Linked DNA regions of Mus musculus: region 1 is linked to region 2. The links are chromatin contacts, called in public Hi-C maps. All regions are on one chromosome and are shown on one strand. The core of a region is the stretch at or near the end of the contact, and the rest is flanking DNA. Distances in the headings are between cores, read along the strand shown. Region 1 holds the start of Tafa5 (TAFA chemokine like family member 5). Region 2 overlaps A930027H12Rik (RIKEN cDNA A930027H12 gene).

The links. A called contact is a pair of places that touch in the nucleus more often than the background predicts.
Region 1: a Hi-C map of cerebellum shows a contact between it and region 2, with 2.9 times the contacts expected there. The contact joins the promoter of Tafa5 here to the enhancer-like site in region 2. A contact is called at or near these places in 4 of 39 promoter capture datasets (cranial neural crest, hippocampal neurons and liver), 7 of 484 Hi-C or Micro-C datasets (brain, cerebellar granule neurons, cerebellum and 4 more) and 4 of 115 datasets of contacts at active chromatin or transcription factors (embryonic forebrain, forebrain, neural tube and 1 more).

Annotation. Positions count from the first base shown.
Region 1 is chr15:87,541,299-87,547,391 of GRCm38.p6, reverse strand. It overlaps Tafa5 (TAFA chemokine like family member 5), which reads right to left and starts at 3,093. Exons shown (of 4, transcript NM_001252310.1): 1 at 2,789-3,093. The coding sequence starts at 2,900. Gm35471 (a long non-coding RNA gene) reads left to right here and starts at 3,419. Exons shown (of 3, transcript XR_384322.2): 1 at 3,419-3,930.
Region 2 is chr15:87,181,853-87,188,621 of GRCm38.p6, reverse strand. All of the region lies in intron 2 of A930027H12Rik (RIKEN cDNA A930027H12 gene), which reads right to left. Among named protein-coding and RNA genes, the nearest start is that of A930027H12Rik, 88 kb to the right of the region's middle. Within about 2 kb of position 4,176, at least 6 of the 459 cell types and tissues checked have an H3K27ac peak or open chromatin away from gene starts, as enhancers often do. A contact at or near this core is called in cerebellar granule neurons and cerebellum, where this site is marked.

The DNA of each region.
Region 1 (6,093 bases), core at 1,844-4,343, 360 kb before region 2:
GTAAGCAGCTGGGTGCTTGCTTTATAAAGCGGACTTTGCGAGTAACATTTAGCACACATGAAATAGAGCACCCATTTTAAAGGCAGCCTCACAGCCCCCCCCCTCTTTTTTTTTTCCTTTTCCTGGCAATTCTTCCCCAATCCCTGAAAATGACAAGGCTGCGTCACCATAGCAACCAGCCTAATTGGTGGACTGCAGGTCTTTCACTAGCCAGAGGGTGGAGCCCACCTCCTTAATATGACTCTTAAGCACATAGCAAAGAAGGGTGTCCAATGGGCAAGAGCTGTTGAGCCCCCCAGCAGAAACCAGGCCAGGAAATAATCTAGTTTCCTCCACTTAGCGCCAGGAAGTGAGATCCGTGTGTGTTACAGAGAAACATACACACCGTAGGGCAGCATTACTGAGCCCTAAAAGATGGACGCTGGCTTCCTAAGTGTCTCCGCTCAGTAGCAGAAAGACACTTAGGGTAATAAAAGTCCTCGCTGAAACATCTTGCACACAAAGATGCTAACTATCTTTCATCCCAGATGTGTTGGAAGAAAGGCTGGAAATCGCAAGAACTATCTAATTATCATTTTCTATGCATTATCAATTCTAAGGGGGGGGGGAGGAAAAAAAGAAATATCTTTTTCTCTAGGATTCCAATTCCCAGCTATAAATTATGATGATGTTATTTTGTATTTTAGAGAAATGCTTTAATTTCTCCAATTGCATTTCTGGTGTAATGGGGTGTGTCTGAAAACGTTAGCTTATTGTCAATTATTCCATTACGTGGGGATGGAAACAGCTATCAAAATGTGGCTGTTCAGAAGCTTCGTTATTAAGGACTTCTGCTCTTCTGGATAAGTCATTCTTACCGACTGCCCTTATAGCAGAGAACCAACTTGCAGGAAGATAGGGCTGCCCTTTTCTCTGAATATATGACATTACTTCCCTATAGTCAGATCAAGAAGCAAGCCAACAGGACGAAGTGGGGCCGAAGCTAGGAAACAAGGGACAAAGGCTATACTAGCTGGGAGTGCATACAAGGCCCCAGCTTGGTGGCTCCCTGAAGAGGAGAGTGTTGAGGTCAAGGGCTGGGTTGTCACTCAGTCAGTAACAGTGGATGGCTGTCCCTTTTCAACATGCAGAGCTGCCTCTATGAGCCCAGTCTACAGCTCTGGGCTCTCGGGCTGACCCAAGGACAGTGTTACCAGAATCTGCCTAGGAAGAGCAGCCAGCTCCAGGTTTCCGCGCCCCGTGCCCCTCCCCCACTGCTGAATGTGCCACTCCTGGGACAACACCAGGAAGTGCATTTCATCCTGGTATCACCTGTCTATCTCTGGAGTTTACCCATCTTTAACCCGTCCTGTATCATTAAGGAATCTAGGCTCAATGGTACCTGGGAAGAAGCCCCTGAAAGAAGCCGGCAGGCTACAGAAGGCTAAGCAGTGAGTACTCTCCTGTGGCTCAGCCCACCAGCTTCCTTTCCCTATCCTAGGGCAGCCAGGTTAGAATACTGTCAGCAGCCAGTCTCTTGCTTGATGAACCTCAAGGCGCCACAGCAGCACAGGCATATGCAGACTGAGTAGTTCCTCTGGGCTCACTAGCATTTCCCTTAAGATGCCTCGACCATGTTGGGGGTTGAGCTATCCCCATTCAGAGTTGTCCCAGGACTCTGATGACATATTCGGCCTCGACTTGAGTCTCAAGACTGCTGCAATTTCATTTCAGAGCTAGGATTGGGAACTAGGAGGCCCCAGGCTCGAGCGATGGCCGGGGAAAGGAGGGAGGAGTGAGAGGAACCACTTGGTGATGGCCTTTTATTTTAAATTAGTAAAGAATCCATATTTTGTCATCACCTCCCTTGCCTGTGGCATTTTTTTCATGACAGGTGTTCACTGGCACTAGTTTTTCTTCCCGCAGAGACGGGAAGGAAGGCAGAAACTGTAACCAGGCAAGCGCCCATCTCTTATAGAGCCTATGCCCGGGACTCTAACCAGCCTCTACCCACCCCAACAGCTTCCGACAGTCAGCAGACACCAGCCAAGATGATGCCTACCCATACTACACCAGCCCCAAGACTGTACCCAGGACTCAGATTATCGGTACCCAGATAAGACCTACTGATAAGATCACCCATCGTCCGGGTCCCAGCCTAAGCCCAGCTCCAGAACCCCGTGCCAGGCTCCGACCAGCCCGCACCTCCCTCCGCAGCCCTTGCCAGACCCACTGGGTCGTCAGTTCATTCCTCCGAACCACCCTTGCAGCGGTAGCGGGCCCTCCCCTCCAGAGGCATCCGTTCCCTTACTTCTCCTTTTACAGAAAGCATCTGGCGAGCCCGCTTCCTAGCAAGGCAGAGGCTCCACCACGCGTCGGAGGAACCCAAGCCGCGGTCCTGCCCGAGGAGTCCCGCTCGGGCTCGGTTGCTGCGTCCCCATAAGTCCCCGGAGGGAGTGTCGCCGGCGGGAAGCTCCGCTCGGTCGCTAGCCTGGGCCGGAGCGGCGACCGCACGGCGGACACCGGGCACCGCCGCGCAGGGACGCGCTGTGCCTGCCTGGGCCTGATGCCGGCCCTGCTGGCTAGTCCGCGGAAGCTCGCCGGGGCTGCTGTGCCCGGCCGCGGAGTGTCTGGACCCCGGAGCCGCCTGCACCAAGCCCTCCCGGGCCAGCGGAACAGCGGCCAAGACCCGGGACCGCGCGCCACGCGCTCGCAACTCCGCACCGACGCGGGGCGCCCCGCCGGGGCTGGGGCTGGGGCCGCTTGGAGGACCCGAGGCCCTTATGGGGCCCGGGTGCACGGTACTCACTGCAGTAGGCGATGAGCAGGCTGGCCAGGATCATGAATGCCCAAAAAGTTGAGGACATGCTGGGCAGGGCGGTCGCATCTTGCCGGCTGCTGGTCCTGGGCGATGGCGCCATTGAAGCCGCGGTGCCCGCGCGGGGGGCAGCAGCGCTTCTCAGCAGCCGGCCCTGCCCGCGCCCCCGCGCCGGCCTCCACGTGCGGGCCCCGCGCGTGCCATCCTCCTCCTCGTCCTCCTCCTCCTCCTCTTCCTCGTCCTCCTCCTCCTCCTCCTTCTCCGCCGCCGCCGCCGCGCCCGGGCCCCGGCCCACTGCGCCCCGCGCCGCCCGCCCCGCGCCGCGCCCGCGCCGCCCGCGCCCGTGCTCGCCCGCCCGGGGACGCCAGCCCGCGGCTCTGGGCGTCGCTGCGCGCCCCGGCTCAGCGCGCCCCGTCACCAGTACGAGGGGCGCGCCTGGAGCGCGTGCCCGGCGTGGCGGGGCCTCGCACTGGCCCGGGACCGGCGAGGGAGGCGAGCAGAGGGGACGCCGCGCCCTAGCCGAGCCTCTGGATGGCGACAGAGACGGCCCAGCATCCTCGTAGCCTGGGCTCTGGGCGCGCAAGACCCTCAGGGCCAGCGGGAAGTTAGGTGACTTGGGACCCCCTTCCCCCCCCCCCCCCCCCACGCGAGAGTCTTCCACCAAAGGCCTGGGACGCTGGGGTCCCAGACCTTGTTTGGTATTGATCCGGAAAGTGAACCGAAAGTTTATTCAAAGCAAATAATGCTTTCAGCCTGTTTCCCATTTGTGCCCAGCACCAGGGCTCCTGAGTATGCCTTGTTGCTCTGAGCCCACCAGAGAGCATCTGAGCGCACCTGCACCCTGTCTCTAGAACTTGCCATCCTGTGGGCTCTGTGTGTCTACCCTAAGAAGACATTCCTTTGCATCTTCCTGATGCACTTCCTTGACTCCCGTGTACCACAGCCTCTGCCCCCAGGCCATGGCCTGTGGTTCCTCTCTCTCATCCATTTTCCAGAGTGTGTGCAGGATAAAGTCCCTGGTCTGGTTTTCTGAGGAGGGTAGCGAAGACTACAACTCTGATGTGCATTCCTGCCGTTGGACAACGGGTTTGCCCCTGTAAACCAGCGGAATCGGGTCACTTCCACTTTCCCTTGTAAGTTCCTTGCACTCCAGGAAGAAACTCTAAAAGCTGGTGTTTTCCCCAGGTGGCCCTGTAGGTCCATGGCCATGAAGGTCGATTCCATTCCCTTCCTGTGCACCAGTGAACATGCTAACAGCAGGCCCAGTTAGGCTTCTCATTGGTGTTTGTTCTGCATGGGAAGGGGTGGTACCCCCACACAAGATCTCATTAGAAATGGAGGCTTTTCCCCACAAGCTACTTGGTGCATACCAGCATAAGCCTTTCCCCTTGCACCCTGGTCCAGTGTGGCATTTAAACAGACCAGGACATAGAGAACGTTGCTGAGGGGCTGAAGGAGGGCAAGTACCCAGGTTGTATACATACGCAGACACATACGCACTCCACATGCGCACCATGTTCATGCACACACGCACACCACATAGCTGAACTCCATACACACTCCACTTGGATACATGCATGCCACAAGCTTGTTTCTACACAAGCTACATGTATATCATGTGGCTATAGGCACACACTCCCCTACATAGGTACATGCACAAGGCACTGACATTCACATGCATGCTACATGGTCACACATACCTCCACATACATGCACACATATACACACATGTATGCTATATAGAGCACACATGTGCATGCACACATGCAAAAATATACATGTGCATACATGTACAGCATGTGACCACACATGCATGTGCACACACATGCATAGACATACATACATGTCGCATGGCCACAGCCACATGAATGAATATGCACATGCATATTTGCCATGCACACGTGCACACATGCATAGAATGCACAAGTACTTGCTCTCAGAAGCACATATACATCCAAAACAGTGCTAGTGAAATGGAGTCAGGCTTCTCACTGCCTAGCCCCTGGTAATGGTCTCTCTGTAATATGAACATGCCTACCAAGGGGGTTTCCCACTAATTTCTGACTTCCATTTCCTGTTTAACTAAGATCCAGGTTTTCTGGGTACCATCTTCTCCAGGATAGCTTCCCCAGTCTCACTTTCCTGTAGGGAGGACAGTCTGCAGAAACCAGACATCCTGACATTGTCAGGAGGGCAGGGTGGTAGCACATTTTGTCTCGAATATTCCAGATAGACATATCTCTCTCCCCCCTAACCTAAGGAGGGGGGGTCCCTCAGCCAGGTTCTACAAAGTTGAAAATGGCTGTCTGAAACTGCTGTCATATGCCTTCTGTTGATCAAAGCCTTTTAACCTGCAAAAGGAACAAAGCTCTAAATCCATGCATACTCCACTTCATCCTGTCTTCCCTGAAATTCTTCTCAGAGACAGACATCCTTCACACAACATGCTTTTATTGGGTATCTACTCGATGTCAGGCATGTGGGACCAGAAAAACAATTATACTTAGATTTCTCTCTCCCTGAGAAGTTCAGGTTTGAAGAATAGCAAGGAAAATGCAATCACATCCATGAGCCAGGTATTGTGGTGAGAAAGAGTCAAGGTACTGTTGGAACCTTTGAGGGCTTTCTAAAACAGACTTACTTATTTTTTATTTATGAGTGTGTATGGGGGGAGGGGGTGGCACTTGCATGTGTGCAGTTTTGTGCACTGTTTTCATGCCTCAGAGGCCAGCAGAGGGCATCAGGTCCCTCTGGAACTGGGATCACAGGTAGTTGTGAGTCACCATGTGAGTACTGGAACCCAGCCCTCTGGGAGAGCAACAAGAGCTCTGAACCAATGAGCCATCACTCGGTCATTCTGTTGGCATGTTCAACCCAAGGTTGAGTCCTGGGGTGTTGTAAGGTATGGGCTGGGAGAGCTTCTGTGAGATGTGTCAACAGACAGATTTTGGTGCCATCCTTAGTACACACCCCCCTCTTCTCCCTCTTCTGTCTCTCTCTCTCTCTCTCTCTCTCTCTCTCTCTCTCTCTCTCTCTCTCTGTCTCTCTCTCTGTCTCTCTCTCTGTCTCTCTCTCTTTCTCTCTGTCTCTTCTCTCTCTCTCTCTCTCTCTCTCTCTCTCTCTCTCTCTCTCTCTCTCTCACACACACACACACACACACACACACACTCACTCACACACACACCTGAAAGAAAAGCTTCACAAACAGCACTTGCCCTCTTATTCCCTCTGGTATTTTCTGTTCTGTCCTATTTGTTTCTTAAAATACTGGTTGGTTGCCCACCCAGTAATGTTGC
Region 2 (6,769 bases), core at 2,927-5,426:
TTGTCATCCATCTTCAGAGTTGTGTGTTTGGCTTCTGACTGCGCCACACACTTCTAGACTATTAGTGGGCATGAATCTTCAGCCTACATGGTAGATGTGGGGACTTTGTGTTAAGAATATTTGTCCCTTAAATTTTCATCTATTTCTCCTTCATCCATTCATACCAAAATGCCTGAGGCTGGGTGACTTGTAAACAGACATTTCTTTTCCCCTAGTCTGGGAGAGTGAGAAACCCAAGGTCCAGATACAGATATTGGGTCTGGCAAGAGCTGCTCTCTTCCTCAGCAAGGATACCTTGAAGCTGCATCCTCATGGGGTTGGGAGCTGAAGGGCCTCGAAGGCCACGATGCTTGGCTTTATCATCACAACTTAGAATCACCTGGAAAGATAGTCGAAACTGAGTAACTTCACATCTGATGGGCACACTTGTAGGAGAGTGTCTTGATTGCCTGTGAAAGCAGGGAGGGCCCAACCCACTAAGGGTGGCATTTTCTCATTGTCTAGTCCCTGAACTATATAAGATGGAGAAGCTTACTAAACATGAGCAGCAAACAAATAGGCAACATGGAACATTCCTTTCCCTCAGTCCTTGACCATGGACATGACCTGCTGTCTCAAACTCTCACCTCTGTTTGTTTGTTTGTTTTTTCTTTTTCCCTACAAAGATGGACTATTGCTGGACTTGTGAGCCAAATAATCCCTCCCTCTCTTTCTCTACGTTGTTTTCAGTGAGAGTATTTTATCTCAGCAGCAGAATGAAATTATAACAAGGGACTAGCTCCCTCCTGCCCTGTGATTACGTGCCAACCCCATTAGAGAGGATAGAGCCCTTGTGGGTTGGTCACCTCCCACAGGCCACACTCTCAGTTCCAACAGAGTGGAGGTTAAATGTGGACATAGGGCTTTGGGGGGATGTTCAGATTGCTGCAATGTTTGAGAGGACAGCCTGGACCCTGCCCACAGCATGTGTTGAAAATGTCAGTAGGGCTTGCAGTAACTTTGGCCTCTCCAGGGCCACTTTATAATCTCATTTTAATAAGGCCATGACGGGGAAGCTGCTTGGCAAAGCAGAGAGGGCAGGAGCCTGGAGAAGTCCGCAGCTCCAGGGAGAAGCCTGCTCAGCCATCTGACCCTGAGAAACCATCAGTATGACCTGTGTCTCTGCCTCTTGGCTTCTCGTGACATGGGGTCAGGTCAATGTACCACCATGATATTTAGGAGTTAAGTAGCAAGATGAGTCTCCAACAAATAGCAGTGTTTTGAGCCCCCAGAATGCTCAGCTGTGTAAGCCTGGTATTGAGGAAGAAGAGTCAGAAAGTGAGAGAAAAGTAAGCCTCGGGGTAGAGATGGGACCATATCTGGCTGGTATCCTCTGATCTCTCTTGGGGACAGGCCTAGGGTGAACAGGAAGGAGAGAGTTTTCTGTCCTCTGCCGTCCTTGACTCTGGTGTGGCAACTGAGCTAAATATTTGTTTCAAGAAGAGAAAACCTGAGACCACAGCTTTTTCAGTAGACTGGTTCTGTCTCCTAGTCAGGGTGGCTGTGCTCCAAGGGGAGCATCTAGTCCTCTGAGCTTCCAATGTCATGATAGGCATAAGGACATTGATAAGCTGTGTGATGTCAGGGCCAATGTGAGGTCATTGTCAGAGAACCATTTCCTTCAGTTCTGGCATTCCTGTGTCACCAACAGGGTGTGTTCAAGCACTACACAGCACCTGTGAAGGTGGCCTTATTTGGACACAGCGTCTTTGCAGACGTGGCTAAACTGAGGGCACACTGGATTAGGATCAGTCCTTAGTCTAGTGACTGATGCCCTTGGGAGAAGAAGGAAGTAGAAGGGGAATGGGAAGAGATGCAGAGAGAGGAGTTTCAAAGATGACAGAAACCCCTAGTACTAGAAGCGGGAAGATGCAGGAGGCTCACCAAGATCCTACAGAGAGCCTAGTCCTTCTGACACCTTGGATTTGGCCTCCAGTACAGAGACAATGCATTCCCATCACTTAAACCCACATGGACCATGGTGTTTTGTTAAACAGCCATTGGAAGCTTGGGCAGCCTAACTGGTTATTGGTAGACTGTGTGTGTGTGTGTGTGTGTGTGTGTGTGTGTGTGTGTGTGTGTGTGTGTGTGTGTTTGTGTGTGTGTGCATGAGGGAGCACACACACAAACTAATACACTGCCATTTCTGTATCTGGCTCCAAGTTCTGATACACTTGCCCTGTGTTCCTGCATGTCTACACCAAGACGATTGTTCCCAGAGAAGAATGACTCTTAGTAGCCCAACAGCAAATCCCATCATGATGGGCACTCCTGCTCCCCACTGCTCGATGCCATAGTAAACGGAAGTACAGAAAAGTGTCCTTTCATAGCTAAGATCAGTAGGGTGGGACAGAGTGACTCTGGACACCTCTGTGCTACACTTGATCTAACACTGCATAGCAGGAAGCCATGCCACAATCCCCACAGAGATCCCCCCCACCCCCAGGAGCCAGTTTGATGCTCTCAAGAAGAGGAATGCCCCCACTCCATTTCCTGTTCATCATGATATCATGAAGACAAATGAGGTCATGTCTAATACTGGGGTAGAATGATGACGACTCTGCAGGCCAGAGTTATTACGTTTATAAGCCAGCTGAGGTTTCTACTTTTCCCATCTATTTGTCCACCTGTTATTCTGGTGTGTTAAAAAGACAGTCCTTCAGCTCCAACTCCTAAAGCCAGAACCTCTCAGCCTGTGCTCATTCTCTGTCTAACCCTGCCGTGCAGGTAGGGAGCATGCGCATAGCAAGCAAGCTTTATCAAGGCACCATCTCGAATTTGAAAACCTGACAGTCCTGGACTGAAATCCGGGACTTCGCAAAGTGCCTGGGGGTCAAACATACTCATAATGTGCATGCTCGTGAGCCTTCTAATAGAGCTCGTGGTTTTATGTGCATCTGCTGCTAAACTGGGAGGATGGAAAAAGGATGGGGCTATCTGGAACTCCCAGAGGTGCAGGGACCCAAGCCTATTCCACTGGTCTTCTGAGGTTTAAATATCCTCTGCTTCTCAAATAAGGAAAAATGAGGGAGGGAGGAAAAGGAAGAAAGGAAGGAAGGAAGGAAGGAAGGAGGGAGGGAGGGAGGGAGGGAGGAAGGAAGGAAGGAAGGAAGGAAGGAAGGAAGGAAGGAAGGAAGGAAGGAAGTAGGTAACTGATGCCATGGATGAGAGTGAGTCCAAGCACCCACAGGCAGTGTAGTGATTGCTGGCTGAGTTAGCTTTAGGTAAGGGTCCAGGCTGTTGGTTTTCTCTAGGGCAGGGGCTCTTAACCTATGAGTAGCAACCATCAGAAAATACACATTTCTGATGGTCTTAGCAACTCCCACCTCTACATTGACTATCGTTGCTACCTCATAACTGTTATTTTGCTGTTGAGCGTTTTCTCCTAAGACCATCAGAAATATGGCCGTGACCCACAGGTTGAGAAATGTTGCTCTTGAAGGTGTGCATGCTTCCCGCTCCTCTCCCTGACCCTCAGACCATTGTCCAAGGCCCAGTGCTTCTTCTGTATCCGCATCCTATTTATTTCTTGATGGAAGGAACTTCTATGCCAGAGTTGTTGGGACCCATCACTACTCCTCCCAGCTTTACCACAGGAGACAGTGTGGCCACTAGGATGTAGAATGCAGCCTTTTGCTCTGCAGAGCAAGCACGTCTAGTCTGCTCACCCTGTTCCTCTCTGGGGCAAGAAGGGGCATAAGTCATGTTGATGGTTGAATTTCTAAGCAGGCCTCTGAGTACACTCAGAGCGGGTGTGTAGCTGTCAGTCACTTAGGAATCTCTTAGTCTGTCCTACATGATGCCCTCAGAGGCGGCCCAAGGCTGCCCTGCTTCTGCAAACTCCAGAACAAACCTTACCTTTGTTTGTCTGGTGTGATGGGGGTCCTGGTTCCACACAATTCAGGAAATCCTCCTTTGCTAGGTTTAAGGACGTTTGGAATCCAGAATCAGATTCTAGCTTCCTCTCTCACGGGCTTCTGCTCTGAGCTTAGTGTCCAGCCCTTGCCATCACCCTCTATCCAAAATGCTTTAGGGAACAGAATAACATATGGCAACCAATCTGACTGGGGACACAGCCAGGCATTTGTGACGACTTGAGGCTGCCAGGGTGGCCTGATTAGCAAGATGGATGGCCTAGCAGTGCCCTATACAGGCCAACTCTGCAGTGGCTCGGGATGTGCTTAGCTCTGTACTGGCTGCATCTGCCTACACCTGCCTCATGGGCCCTGAAGGTCCACGGCCACTGTCAGCCTTATTAGGACAGCATAGTGGCTGGCAAGGACAGCCGGCTCATACTGGCCTCCTTCCGCAGTAAAGTGTGAGGAATCGTTTGATTTGCTGAGCCTGCCTGAGGTGTCTCCCAGCTGATGGCTACACAAGGGGCCTCAACTTAGCCACAGGGCAGAGGTGGCCCATGGCTGTGGGCTCAGAGGCAGCAGCATACCCCACCCCACCCCCAGAATTCCAGAATTCTGGAGCTAAACCCCAGATCTGGTGACATCATGGCTTCTCAACAGTACCTCCATTGGGCCATGGCTTTTCCATCTCTGTAATAAGAACTCTGGCCCACAACCTGGATAGCACACGGGTCCACTGAGTAAAGCACTTGGAGGATGGAAGAATAATGCTCTAGCATGTTGGCATGCAGACATGTAGACAAGTGTGTGCAGCCCTTCATAAGTTCTTCACAAGGATTGGTTTCATGGGTTGCCATAATGGCATTGGCCACTCCAGTCTGAGACTCAAATTCCAGAAGCAGTTTTAAAGGAGGGTTGGCCCTGAGCTGGGATACCAGACAGTGGGTGGGAAGCGGGTATGCACTATGTGCAGAGGCTGTGATGGCAAGGAGGAGAGCAAGCACATGTGTATACACACACAGATGCACAGACATACACGTACTATGTTCACAGACACTCAGAGACACATACAGATACATACGATACACATAGTCACACATCACACACACGCACACACACACACACACACACACATATATACATATCACACACACACACACACACACACACACACGTACTATGTGTGTAAGTTTGTGTATGGACATAAATTCTGTGAGGGTTACTGCAATAATCAGCTAAGCCTCAGGAAGTCCAAACAAATGTTGCTTCCTAGCCTATGTGAGGTTTATTGTTGTTGGGACAGGCAAGGCAGGCAGTGCAGAGCCCTTGCCGGTGTGAACAGCACCACATGGTCTATTCAGGGCCCCAGCCAGAACAAAGGGTAGAGGATGACTGAATTCATGATCCCTTCTGTCCTGCACGCCTGCAGGACATGGAGTGTGGCTTCTTGCCTTGGACTGGGGTTTTCGCCATCAGACTCCCTTGATTCTAACCTCCTCCTGGAACTGATGATACCTGCAACTTTCTTGGCCTCCAACTTACAAGTAGAAGATGGGAAATGCCTCAGCCTCCAGCCTATTGGGAGACAATTTCCTATATCAATTATGTCTATTAGTATGTTCCCTTCACTGTATCTATACAATACATATCAAACTTTACACATACACAGAGCCCTCCTCCAAAACACATGTGATATAAACATAGTTCATAAATATATGGGGATGTGGGGGGGTGTACACTGCATATATATATATATATATATATATATATATATATATATATATATGTATATATATATGTGTGTGTGTGTGTGTATGTGTGTGTGTATCACATAATACATACACACAACATATACATTCACATGCATATGGGACTCCCTCACATGCACACCACAAATATACTATATACAATAACCATACACACACACACACACACACACACACACACACACACACACTTACCACAGACACCCCCATACACATATATCTGCTGTTTCTGCCATGACTACAGTGGTATCAAGTTAGCTTACATTATAATTTGATATTTAGCAAGAGCTGTGCTCTACATGAGATCTGATTTTTACAGTCCCACTTCTATGTGTATCATGGCCCTATGGATCCACTTAAAGAGAACTCTCAGGACAGAGTTTAGCTGTGATGTCTGGAGACCCTTCCCATGTTATCCACAGCTTAGCCTCACCTCACAAACCACTGCTGTGATGTTCAATCCCAGCATGCACCAGCCCAGAAGTAATGGAACCCAGAGACCATGGACTGAAGGAGACCGTGACCCCAAATAAGTTTCATCCTCCACAAGTTGCTCTGTTAGGGACTTTGTATAGAGAGAACCAACAGAAAGACTTGTACCACTGCTGGTCAGCTGTAGAGCATATTATGGGCTGAGGAAAATTCATCTGCCAAATCCCAGATCCCCAGAAACCAAGCATGTGACCTGTGGAAGAACAATGGAAGGGAATTCTGGACACGTTAGGTTCTGATGCAACCATCATGAATGTAACTATGTAATACATGAAGGGCTGTAGCCATTTTTCAAGCATTTTTGATCCATGGTTGAAGGTGCCGAGGGGAACCTGAAGACCCAGAACTGTAGTGGTCTGGCCTAATGCTGCTTGCATTCTAATGCTAATTTGGGGCCCCCCCGAGACTGGTTACCCCAAAGATGAAGGGAGTCCGCACCCAAGACACTGAGTGACCCTGCCCCCAGTTAATTGTGATTGGTAAAATAAAGATGACAAAAGCTAATAGCAGGTCAGAAGAGACATAGGTGGGATTGAGGATACATGGGATTGGAGAGAGGACCAAAAGGATGGAAGAAGGAGAAAGAAACAGTCATGGAAGAGGAGGAAGAAGAAG